Regions from separate parts of the Sus scrofa genome. Here region 1 is linked to region 2. Evidence: chromatin contacts called from public Hi-C data. All regions are on one chromosome and are shown on one strand. The core of a region is the stretch at or near the end of the contact, and the rest is flanking DNA. Distances in the headings are between cores, read along the strand shown.

Region 1 (5,877 bases), core at 2,244-4,743, 81 kb before region 2:
GCTGTGGTGTAGGCTGGCAGCTACAGCTCCAATTCGACCCCTAGCCTGGGAACTTCCATATGCTGCAGGTGTGGCCTAAAAAGACAAAAAATGAACAAACAAATGGGACCCAATTAAACTCAAAAAGGTTTTGCACAGCAAAAGAAACCATAAACAAAAAGACAACCCACAAAATGGGAGAAAATATTTGCAAATTAAACAACTGACATGGGGACTAATCTCCAAAATAGATAAACACCTCCAGCAGCTCAGGATCAAAAAAACAATCTCATCAAAAAATGAGCAGAAGGAGTTCCCATTGTGGGGCAGTGGAAATGAATCTGACTAGCATCCATGAGGATGCAGGTTCAATCCCTGGCTTTGCTCAGCAGGTTAAGGATCTGCTGTTGCCATGAGCTGTGGTGCAGGTCGCAGACACCACACGGATCCCAAGTTGCTGTGGCTCTGGCGGAGGCCGGCACCTACAGCTCCAACTGGACCTCTATCCTAGGAACTTCCATATGCCTCAGGGGCAGCCCTAAAAAGCAAAAACAAATGAAAAAAATTAGCAAAAGATCTGAACAGAAATATCTCCAAAGAAGATACAAAGATGGCAAAAAAAAAAAACACATGAAAAAATGCTCAAGATGACTAATTATTAGAGAAATGCAAATTAACTACTGCTATGATGTATCATCCTACACCAGCCAGAATGGCCACCATTGAAAACCTACAATCAGTAATACTGGAGAGGGTGTGGAGAAAAGGGAATCTCTTACACTGCTGGTATGAATGTAAACTGGTACAACCACTATAGAAAACAGTATGGAGGTTCCTCAAAAAACTAAAAACAGAATTACCACATGATCCATCAATCCCACTCAGGGGCATCTATCCACAGAAAACCACCACTTGAAAAGAAACATGTACCCCCACTTTTTTTTCTTTTGCTTTTTAAGGCCTCACCTGTGACACATGAAGGTTCCCAGGCTAGGGGTCAAATTGGAGCTGTAGCTGCCGGCCTACACCACAGCCACAGAAATGTGGGATATGAGCTGCATCTTCGACCTACACCACAGCTCACGGCAACACTGGATCTTTAACCCACTAAGCGAGGCCAGGGATCAAACCCACAACCTCATGGTTCCTAGATGGATTCATTTCCGCTGTGCCACGATAGGAAGTCCTACCCCAATTTTCACTGCAGCACTATTCACAATAGCCAAGACACGGAAGTAACCTAAATGTCCATCAGCAGAGGAGTAGACAAAGAAAATGTGTAATAGACAATGAAATATTACTCACCAATAAAAAAGAATGAAATAATGGTGTCTGCATTGACCTAGAAATGATCATGCTAAATGAACTTAGTGAGAGACAAACAGCATATGCTATCACTTACATGTGGAATCTTTAAAAAAAGGATACAAATGAACTTATTTGCAGAACAGAAACAGACTCGGAGACTTTGAAAAACTTCTGGTTACCAAAGGGGACAGGTTGGGGCAGGGGTGGGGGGGGTGGACTGGGGGTTTGGGATGGAAATGCTCTAAAATTAGGTTGTGATAATGGTTGTAAAACTATAAATTAAATAAAATTCTCTTAATTAAACAATTTTCCTCCTTTCCTTTGGGCTGCACCCAGAGCATGCAGAAACTTCTGCGCCAGGGATTAAACAGGCACCACAGGGACAACTCCAGATCCTTAACCCACCTAATCGCCAGGGTACTTCTAGCACATTTTCATCACCCCAAAACCCCTATACCCCCATCCCTATACAACCACTAATCTCTGTCTCTGTGGATCTGCCTGCTCCGAGCAGTTTATGGAAATAAAATAATACTGGAGTTCCCATTGTGGCACAGTGGTTAATGAATCCGACTAGGAACCATGAGGTTGCGGGTTCGATCCCTGGCCTCACTCCGTGGGTTAAGGATCCAGCATTGCCGTGAGCTGTGGTGTAGGTTGCAGACGAGGCTCGGATCCCACATTGCTGTGGCTCTGGTATAGACTAGTGGCTACAGTTCCGATTAGACCCCTAGCCTGGAAACTCCATATGCCGCAGGAGCGGCCCTAGAAAAGATAAAAAGACCAAAAAAAAAAAAAAAAAAAGCCACATACACACAAAAGAAATAATACTGTGTGTAGTCTTTGAGTTCTCAACCTCATCCCTTGAAATGGCCAAAAATAAATTGCCTTCTGTATTTGACACCTTACTTCCATGCATTCTCTATAATGTGAAATGACTGCTCCTCCTGCTGGTCTACACTTATTTTTTTTTTTTTTAATTAGAAATGTTGATTTATGAATTCCCATTGTGGCTCGGTGCGTTAAGAAACCCACTGTAGTGGCTCTAGTAGCTTCAAAAGCCTGGTTTGATCCTGCCACCATTCACAATGGGTTAAAGCATCAGGCGTTGCTGCAGCTGTGGCTCAGATTCACGCCCTGGCCCCGGGACTTGCATATGTTATGGGTGCGGCCTTTAAAAAAAAAAAAAAGAAAAAAAGCAAAGAAGAGGAGATGAAGTTCCCATTGTGGCTCAGCAGGAAACGAACCCGGCTAGTAATCATGAGGATTCGGGTTCAATCCCTGGCCTTGCTCAGTGGGTTAAGATCTGGCATTGCTGTGAGCTGTGGTGTGGGCCCGCAGCTGTAGCTCCGATTCGCCCCCTATCCTGGGAACTTTCATAGGCCGCGACTGCGACCCTAAAAAGGAGAAAGAAGAAAAGTTGCTTTCGAGTCACAAAACACCTTTCAAGCAAGTTGAGGTATCTCAAAATCCGAACTAGAATCGGTACACACACCCCAGACGACGATTAGTAACAGCGGTCCGCGGCCTCTAGCAGGTGAGACCAGGCCCATTCATTGATTTCAGCTGAGGAGTGGATGCCGCCGAGAAGGAAGGACCCCGCGCGGGCGGGTGATCCCAGGTTCCACGGCACTCCTCGTCCCCCACGTCCTTACCTACGTCCATCCACTCGGGAGCGAGCAGCCGGCACTTCTGTCTTTGTTTCAGGTTGATGGCCAGCCACAGAGGCACCTGCACTGGTAAGCCAGGGTTGAAAGGCCCCAGGTCGCCCTGCCGAGGGACACGCAGCCCGTCACGCACAACAGAACATCGCTGGACCTCGCTGCTGCCCACTCGGCTGAAACCCAAATACAGGCAAAAGCCAACTCGGCCGAGCACCTCGCCCCACCGCCCACCCGCTCCGGGGCCCACACGCGGCCGCCCAACACCTGTGGGCGCTGGGCCGTCCCTCCCGGAAGTGGGAACCGACCAGGGTCCTCACCCCGATGAGGTAGATCTTGTCCAGACTGAAGTTCGGGATAATGGTGACCAGCTCCTTTTCAGCCAGAAACTCCACCTCGGCCGCGTCCATGGTGGAGCCAACAGTCAGCCCCAGCCTCTCCGGCGCCTGAGGCTCCCCGGCGTCCTGCAGAAACGCTGCGGCCGCCGCTTTCCCGCCACCGCGCGGAACCCGCCCCCGGGCCGGAAGGAGCCTTGACTGGCCTATAGGAACGCGACGCTCTCCGCTTAGCGGCGGAAGGCGGGGACCGCGGCTGCTACGAGCCCGCGGATTGGCGATCTTAAGCGAGGCCGTGCGCAGGCCCCGCCCCTCTCACGGAAGGCCACGCCCCCACGCGTCCCGGCCACGCCCCTGCCGTGGGCCAAGCACCTGTCGCTGGAAGCCCACCTGTTCCTGGTTCAGCGCTCCGTGTCTCTTCACCAGCCCTGTGCGCCTGCCCGCCCACACTGCGAGTCAAGCTGGGCGTGAAGGTGGGGTTTGGGGCCGGGAGCATATGCAATTAAAAGTCACGGCGTGACCAGGCTTACACAGACTGGACCCCAGCCCAGCGGAGCGAGGAAAGCCGTTGTTTCCTTTAACTTCATAACCTTCTGTTCTCCCAGTACACGAAGATCAATACCTATAAAAGTGCAGATCCCTCCACGGCACCCACAGCTTCCAATTCAGAAACCGCGGGGAAGAGGCTGAGAATTTAACCTTAGGCTCCCTGGGGAAGAGGAAGTTTGCAAGACTGCAGCCAATACGCATTGATGAGCTCATCCATTAGCTGGTCCCGGCGCCTTACTATACCGTGGGGTCGTGTGCAAGGTAGCAGCAGTGTTCTCAGACCCTCCTGGGTCAGCACCCCCTAGGAGATTCTCATGTTCACATGCAGAATTGTGATTCATGGGTCTGGGGTGCGGACTGCCGGCTTCTGATGCCGTGGTACCCAGGCCAGGAATGCTTCCTGGGAGGTGAACCAGTTAGAAGAGGACTGGGGTTGGGGGGAGCGGGGGAGCAGTCAGGCCAGGGGCTGAATTTGATGCCCTGATCATTAGGCTCTAAGAAAAATCGTACCTGACAGGAGGATTTCAGGGTTCTGGATGCCTGCAGGAAGCCTGCCCAACCCCAGAAAACTCCATGCTTTCCTCTCTAACCCCCCTGAAACCTGCTCCATGTCAGGTTGTTGGGAAGATGAAATAAGGCCATAGATCGTTCTGCCCACCGACATGGCCTGGAAAGCTGTTGTTTTTCTGTACTGGAAATTGTCATTCCTGGCCTGAAGATTTTCTTCATTTCGTCATTTATAAAGACAAATACTTTCAAAAATAAAAAAATTCCCTCAGGATGCTGTGTGACTGAGAGCAAAGGACCACTCTGATTTTCAGTTTCTTCATCTACAAGCGAGCGGGGAGGGGAAGGAGCCCCCAGAGTGTCTGGGAAGGAAGGGAAGCTGCAGGCCACCTGGCCCCTCCTAAAATAGAAGCTCCCTCAGGCATCTGCAGAGAGTGTGTGCCAGCTTGTCTGGGTTTTGATTGATGGGGAAATGTTGTCTTGACTGGCAAATATTTGTGTTTCAAAGTTGGCGAGGCTTCCCTCCCTGACGGCTGAAGCCTGTAAAAGAGCAAATGAAAAGAGCTGGTGGGAAAACCGCAGTTCAGAGAGGCCTTGGTGGGACGAGAGCTGGCAGAGTCGGGTGCCTTGGCGTTCTTATCTGTAAAATGGGACAGTGCCACTGCTTATCTCACTGGGCTTTTGGGAGAATGAGATGAGGCAGGGTGCAGCTTTACATACTGCCAGATGGTGCTGTCTTGAGGTCTCAAACTTCAGCCTACATCAAGGTCCCGTGGGGGCTTGTTAAAGCAGCATGATTCACAACAGCCAAAAGGTGGAAGCCACCTGAGTTCCCGGGGTGGCTCAGCAGTTAATGATCCTGGCAAGGATCCAAGAGGATGCGAGTTTGATCCCTGGCCTCGCTCAGTGGGTTAAGGACCTGGCGTTGCCGTGAGCTGTGGTGCAGGTCACAGACGTGGCTCGGATCCCGCATTGCTGCAGCTGTGGCTGTGGTGTAGACTGGCAGCTATATCTCTGTATCTCCAATTGGACCCCTGGCCTGGGAACCCTGCCGCAGGTGTGGCCCTAAAAAAAAAGATGGAAACCACTCAAATGTCTATCAGCTGAGAGCTGAGCAACCACATGCGGTCGATAGTTACTTGGGAATATTATTCGGCCATAAATAGGAATGAAGCCCTGATTGACACTGCAATGGGGACAAACCTTGAAAACAGTATACTACGTAAAAGAAGCCAGACGCATGAACCGTATGCGATTCCATTTATATGAACTGTGCAGAATAAATGATAAATTCATGGTACTAGATTAGCGGCTACCAGGGTTGGGGGAGGGGGGAGGGGAGTGACTGTTAATGGGGACGAGGTTTCTTTTCAGGGTGATGGAATGTTCTGGAATTAGTGGTGGTGGTGGTGCTTCTACAACTCTGTAAATATAATAAAAATTGCTGAATTGTAGATTTTGAAACGGTGAATTTTACCATATGTGAACGATTCCTCAATAAATCTCTTATTTAAATGCCCCTCCGTAAGCTCCAGACC
Region 2 (6,057 bases), core at 1,408-3,907:
TGCAGATGCGTTTTTCAACTTTCAACACTAGGCTGTCTTCTTTTTGCCTCAATGAATGATGGTACCACTGTCCCCCCAGCGCCTAAATCAGAAACCAAGGTGTCTGTCACCCTAGCTCCCTTCTCCCTACGTCCACACACGATCCGTCACTGAACGCTGGGGATTCTCCCACCTGGCCCTCTCCAATCTGTCTCTCATGTGTCCACAGTGTACTCAGATTAGGCTACGTCTCTGCCTCGGGTGTAAAAGACACTCCCATTCCCAATATCCTCGCAGCTGCAGGCTGGAGCCACCATTCCCGGACCCAAATGTGACCCGGCAATTCTCCCGGGGCCTCCCTGTCCTCGTAATGGAACCCACCCTCCTTTGTGTGATGTGCAAGGTCCTCCACCCTGACCCCTGCCACGGCTTACCCCGCTCTAAGCCCAGGCCCTTCATACCCCACACTCTAGGTCTACCCAAACACCCGGCCCCCATTTTCTCCTGGTCTTTGCACATGCTGGTCCCTTTGGCTTGAGTGTTCTTCCTCCACCCCCAGACCCTGGGCCACCTAACCTGCATGTCCCTTTCTCTCCAAGCCTGGGTTAGCTGACCCCTCACCGCTTTCTGATTAACCCCACATGTGGCACTTCTTCAGTATTGTACGTGTCTGCCTGGTCCAAGTTCAACTGCTAAGCAGGTACTGTGTTGGATCCACAGCCATATCCTCGCCCAGCACAAGCTGGGCACTATGTAATAACTGAATAATCCTGCATTAACACTTACTGGTTAATCTAGTTCCCTGTAAGGGAATGCACTTCACACATCCAATCACGCTGCAATTCCCCTGATAACAGAATCATGAAGACAGCTGGTTGGAAAGACTTGCATTCAAACACACATACGCTCACCCCAGCGACATACTGGTATGGAAAGCCCGTACGTATCTGCTGGAGCTGAAACGGCGGATTTTACAGACACCTCTACCTCTCATCTGTCTCCTATCCCAAGCTGATATAAAGAAATCCACACGTGACTCGGTTTAACAGGCATTCAAAGACATGCCGTCAGTGAGTTCAGGCCAGCACCGCTTGTCTAAAGATACTTCCTGCTTACCAAGAATTCACCCGCGTGTCACAACTAGTCAAATTACGAAATGGATTCACTTTACTTGTTGGGAGGTACCGAGAAAGGATTTCTACATAACCCTTATCAAACTTAACTGTTATTTCCACAGGTTAACTAGTATATTTTCTGGTATCATAGTTTATAGATACATGGAAAACCATACTTCAACGCAGGTACTGCGGGAGGTTTGAGGCCAGTTTATTTCTCCCTAAGGTTTTAACTCAAATTTGTAGATGGGCTTTTTTCCGGGAAGGCTACTGCCTAGGATTCAATGACCAGCCAGTCTGTCTGTCTGTCTGACACATCTTTTCCCACTGTACTTCAATGAAGCAGTCCTAAGCAGACACACAGAAATGTGCTGGCCGGCAGGCACATCAGCTCCAGCTTTTAAAACCACCAGTTACTCTAGCTGTCACTAAGGGGGACAGACAACCTCTTCTTACAGAGTCCTCACGTGCATTCTAGGGCAACAGTGCCCATGATGCCAACGCTGCCTTTCTAAGCGTGTCTCCATCCTGGGAGTCTGGGGCAGTAACATCGGAGGAATCACAATCTTTATGCACACGCCAGACACGGATCCCTACACGTGAAGCTGCTCAAGAGCCAAACCGCAGCGTCAAAACTTCCGGCAACTCAAAATCCCAACTACAAACGCTATCGAATCATTACTCAGTTAATGACAGCTTGCTTCTATAAAAGCTACTGGCTTGAGAAAATTAATGTACTACTTGTCGCCCAAAGCGCCTCTAATGCCACCCAGGACGGTTACGGCATCTCCCTTGGCTGCGGCTACTGCTAGCGGCCGCCTACCGGGCGCGTGCTAAATGCAGGGAAAACCTATCTGCCTTCGCGGGTCCTCCGTTCATGGTCACGGCGACCTCGGGGGCGGGTCTGGACTCCGGCCGGACCACTGTGAGCTTCCAGCTAGGACTGCTCGGAAGCCAATCGCCAGCCCGTCTCCTGTCCCGCTGATTCCGAGGCAGGCCCCTTCCCACGCTTACCAGGGTGAGGGCCACCTCCAGCATTGGGGCGAGGGCCAGGGTGCCGTGGAAAAGGGGGATACAGTCCACGAAGAGGGTGTGGTGGGCGCCAGGGCCGCCCAGGGGGAGGTGTTCCTTGCGTGGCTTCTGCTTCTCGGCCACCAGCAGTCCGTTGACGGCGCAGTGCGGGTACTTGGCGCCGTGGAGCACCATCTTGCAGTAAGCCTGGGTGGTCAGCTTCACCCCGGGCATGCTGAGCCCGGGAGGGCCCCGAAGGCCCGGCGCCGGCCGAGGCCTGGATCCGCCTCCCAGCCGCGCGGCGCCTCAGGGGAGAAGCAGGACGAGGCAGCGGCTGCCCGGCGCGGGCTCGCGGCTCTGGAGACCTCCGCAGGCCCGGCCCCACTCGGTTCCGGTTCCTCGGACGCTGGCTCCCGCCGGGTAGAAACCAACTCGCCCGCCTCAGCCTCCAGTCGCTCTTCTCGCCCGCGCCGCCGGAAAGCGGTCCCCCACTGTCCGCCGGAAAGCACCCCGGCCCGGCGTTTTACGACGTTCGCGGCCCTCTCCACTTCCGGTCCTGTGACCTTCGGCGCGGCCGGGCGCGGGGTGGAGTCCCCTCTCGATCCCGTGGTGCTCCGCGGCAGGGTCGCGCTCTCTTCCGGTCGCGGGCAGCCGGGGCGTAGAGGGCGGTCGCGACAGGCGCCGAGGCAGTGCTGAGCGACCGAGGCAGGTGAGGCGGGCGGCGGCCGGTTCACGCTACGAGGCGCTGGCGGGTCGGGCGCCGGGAACCCTCGGGTTTGCGTGCTCGCCGCCCGGCGCCAGCAGGAATCGGCGGCTGGGCCTCGGATCCCGGTGACATTGAGGTCGGCCTGCGGGGGCTCTGGTCTCGGGGGCTGCCGTGTCGCAGCCTATGTGCCGGCCAGAAGCACCCGGCCCATCGCCGCTTTACTTGTCGCGGCCGCGGGCTGGCTTCCGGCTCTGACCTTGAGCGTCCGCTGGCCGCGGGCGCCGGCCCGAGGGCAGGTCGCCTTGCGGCCTCCCGGCCACCCGATTAGACGGAGCTTTGCCACCGCTCCGGGCAGAACGGTGCTCCGGAGAAGGGGCTCGGCTTCCCGGCCTGGAAGGCGCTCAGCATCCGCCCACGCGCGGGCCAGGCCCTGGGAGAAACTGTGGGAGACGGGAGCCAGTTCGATCCTGACGTCATGCTTCTCTTTATTCTGCCTGTGATGGGTATTTTTGGAAGTCATTCGAGGTCCTTTTCATTGTTAACAGTCCCTTGAAAGGTGCAGTTCTAAGGGACCGGTAGGTAGGGGAAATGGGCTAGATTCAGGAAAGGTGCAGGTGAGAGGTGAGTCATCCAGGGCATTTATGGTCCTGCAGGGATTGGAAATGCACGGGGACCCTGCTTGCAGCCTTTCTTCCAGGTTTCGCTTTTCTGTTGATTGCACCTATGGGGTTTTTAACCAAACGGTGAACGCAGTGCCTGTCACAGTCCCTTTGACCTATTTATCTTTTCTCTCTAAACAATGGGGCCCACAAAGGGGAGCGGATTCTGTCTTTTTCAGAGTCTCCTTTAAATTTTTTTTTTCTCTTTGCTTTTTAAGAAAGCCACTGTTCTACGAATTGCTTAAAGTGTGTACATGTTACAGTGCTTGGTTTATAACGCAGCTCCACTAAGGCGTGTTGACTGCCGAGAAAAGAAAAAAAACAAACCTCATCCTAGGTGTGAATTGAGAGATCAGTTATGTTGGGAAGAAAAAAAGGAACTCCAGTGACTCCCAAAATGCACTGGGGCAAAAAGGAGACTCTTGCCTGGTAGGTGTTTACTCTCATTCATAGAAAGGGTACATTTTTATCTTTCAGGATGTTGGCTACCAGAGTATTTAACCTCATTGGCAGGCGAGCAATTTCCACCTCGGTGTGTGTGCGAGCACATGGTAAGTGTAACGTCTTTTTGCTCTGTCATGTGTCAGGCCCTGTGCCGAAGTTTTTCAGACAGATCGTGAGATTGTGTTGTTGAGGCGCTAAAGGGGAGGTATGTGTATTTTAACCCAGCGAAGTTCTAAACCAAAGAGTATTTGTGAACGATATTGAAAAGTGTTGATTTAAAGAAATCGCACAACCTCAAAGTTGAGAGTAAAGTTTTATTTGGGGCAAAATGAGAATTTAAGCCCAAGCCCAGAGGCAGCGTCTTAAGTAACTGAGAAAATGGCTCTGAGGAGACCTAGGGAGGAGTTAGGATCTGTAGGAGTTTTGCAACAAAGAGCAGGTAGTGGGAACAAAAGATTACTGTAAATAACAGAAAACCAGATATCTCAAGGAATGTAGCACTTTTCTTTGGGAAGATGCTAAGGTCTGGGCTCTCTGTAATCCTTTCTCTGATAGGCACCTCCGCTGTCTGGGCCACTGTCCTGCATTTTCCGTAGCCTGAGTTTCCTCGGGGCTGGGTGGTGGGAGTGACTGCTAGGCGGCAGGTAGTCTTTGTTTCCTTCCAGAGTTCCCTGGGGCTCACCGGCTCACCGGCTCACCCTGGGCGGTGGCTGCACCCGGACGACTTTGACATCCTTTGTTTGGTGTATTTCTGATAAAAGGTGGGGGGGAGGTGCATACGCACGCCCGTTGCTGCAAGTTTGCCGCCGGTCTTGTGAAGGTTACCACCAGTCACGAGGAGCCGATAGCACCCTGAAGGATTTCAGTGTTTTCTAGAGATGAGGAGATGCACGCATTGAGCTCCTAAAGGCTTCTAAAAATAAGCTCCCAGCCCTTTAACTTGGATGCCTGTACATCACTGCAGCAGTGGAAGGGAGGAGCTCGAGGTCCTAGACTAAACTGGTTTAAACTCCTTTCTACCTGGGACTAGCTACGAAGGTTTAGGAGTCTGTTTTCTTTCTTTTTTGCTCTTTTTCTCTTTTTAGGAACGTACCTGCAGCATATGCACGTTCCCAGGCTAGGGGTCCAGTCGGAGCTGTAGCCTCCTACCTATACCACAGTCACGGCAGTGCCAGATGGGAGCCGCGTCGGTGACCTACACCACAGCTCAGGGCAACGCCAAATCCTTAACCCACTGAGCGAGGCCAGGGATGGAACCCGTAACCCCATGGTTCCTAGTCAGATTCGTTGCGGCTGCACCACGCCGGGAACTCCGCTTTTCTCTCTTTTTAGAAGGAACGTTGGGAGTGGTAACCTCATGTGTGTCTGCAGTTGTCCCCTGCCCGCCAGGCCTTTGCTGGGGGACCGGGCCCGGAGTGCTGAAGAGCCCTTGGCAGCCCTGAGATCACAAATTGGCCATTCTTGTTCCAGCAACTGCAGTTTTCTGCTGAGAGTGCCCCGGCGTCATGAGCATTTATACCTTTGCAAGCGCTTTATTGAGATGGAATTCGCACAACACGTTCACCCACTTAAAGGGCCCACTTGAGCGGTTTTCAGTACATTCACAGAGTTGTGCCGGGATCACACAGTCAATTTTAGAACATTCTCGTCACCCTAATGAGCATCTATTTTTAGTAACCCATGTGTAGCCGGAGTGATTTTCAGTCCACTCATCGTTTTAACAGAATCTGAGAATTTTAAAATGGGAGTAATTCTAGCCATTTCCACCTCAAATCCTTATGAGATGAGGCTCAGTATGAACACGTACGCTGCTCACTCGCATGGCACAGACAAGCAGCTAGAGAAACTTCACTGCTGTGTTTAAGACTTAACGTTTTATTTCACCACTCTTACCAGGCTTTGGGAGCTCACTGGGACTAAGCTAATGGAGGTGCAGCCTTCTCGTGGGACTTGATGCCTCCAGACCAGTTTGGAACACAACATTTTCTTGTAGATAGGCGGTAGAACCCAACACCCAGCTTTTTGCAGAGGGAAAACCCTCAATCACATTTAAGATACTCTTTTTTTTTTTTGAGGGCTGCACCTGCGGCAGATGGAGATTCCCAGGCTGGGGGTCTGTCCAATCAGAGCTGTAGCTAGCTGC

Evidence for each region. Hi-C and Micro-C count contacts between places; a contact is called where the count stands out from the background.
Region 1: a contact with region 2 is called in a Hi-C map of liver, with 5 times the contacts expected there. The contact joins the promoter of GINS2 here to the promoter of LOC100624067 in region 2. A contact is called at or near these places in 5 of 47 Hi-C or Micro-C datasets (embryonic fibroblasts, heart right ventricle, liver and 1 more).

The regions. Positions count from the first base shown.
Region 1 is chr6:3,216,271-3,222,147 of Sscrofa11.1, reverse strand. GINS2 (DNA replication complex GINS protein PSF2) reads right to left here and starts at 3,493. Exons shown (of 6, transcript XM_003126817.4): 1 at 3,269-3,493; 2 at 2,943-3,057. The coding sequence starts at 3,358.
Region 2 is chr6:3,134,219-3,140,275 of Sscrofa11.1, reverse strand. It overlaps LOC100624067 (cytochrome c oxidase subunit 4 isoform 1, mitochondrial), which reads left to right and starts at 2,657. Exons shown (of 5, transcript XM_021093705.1): 1 at 2,657-2,814; 2 at 3,948-4,021. The coding sequence starts at 3,949. It overlaps EMC8 (ER membrane protein complex subunit 8), which reads right to left and starts at 2,646. Exons shown (of 5, transcript XM_003481777.4): 1 at 2,109-2,646. The coding sequence starts at 2,339.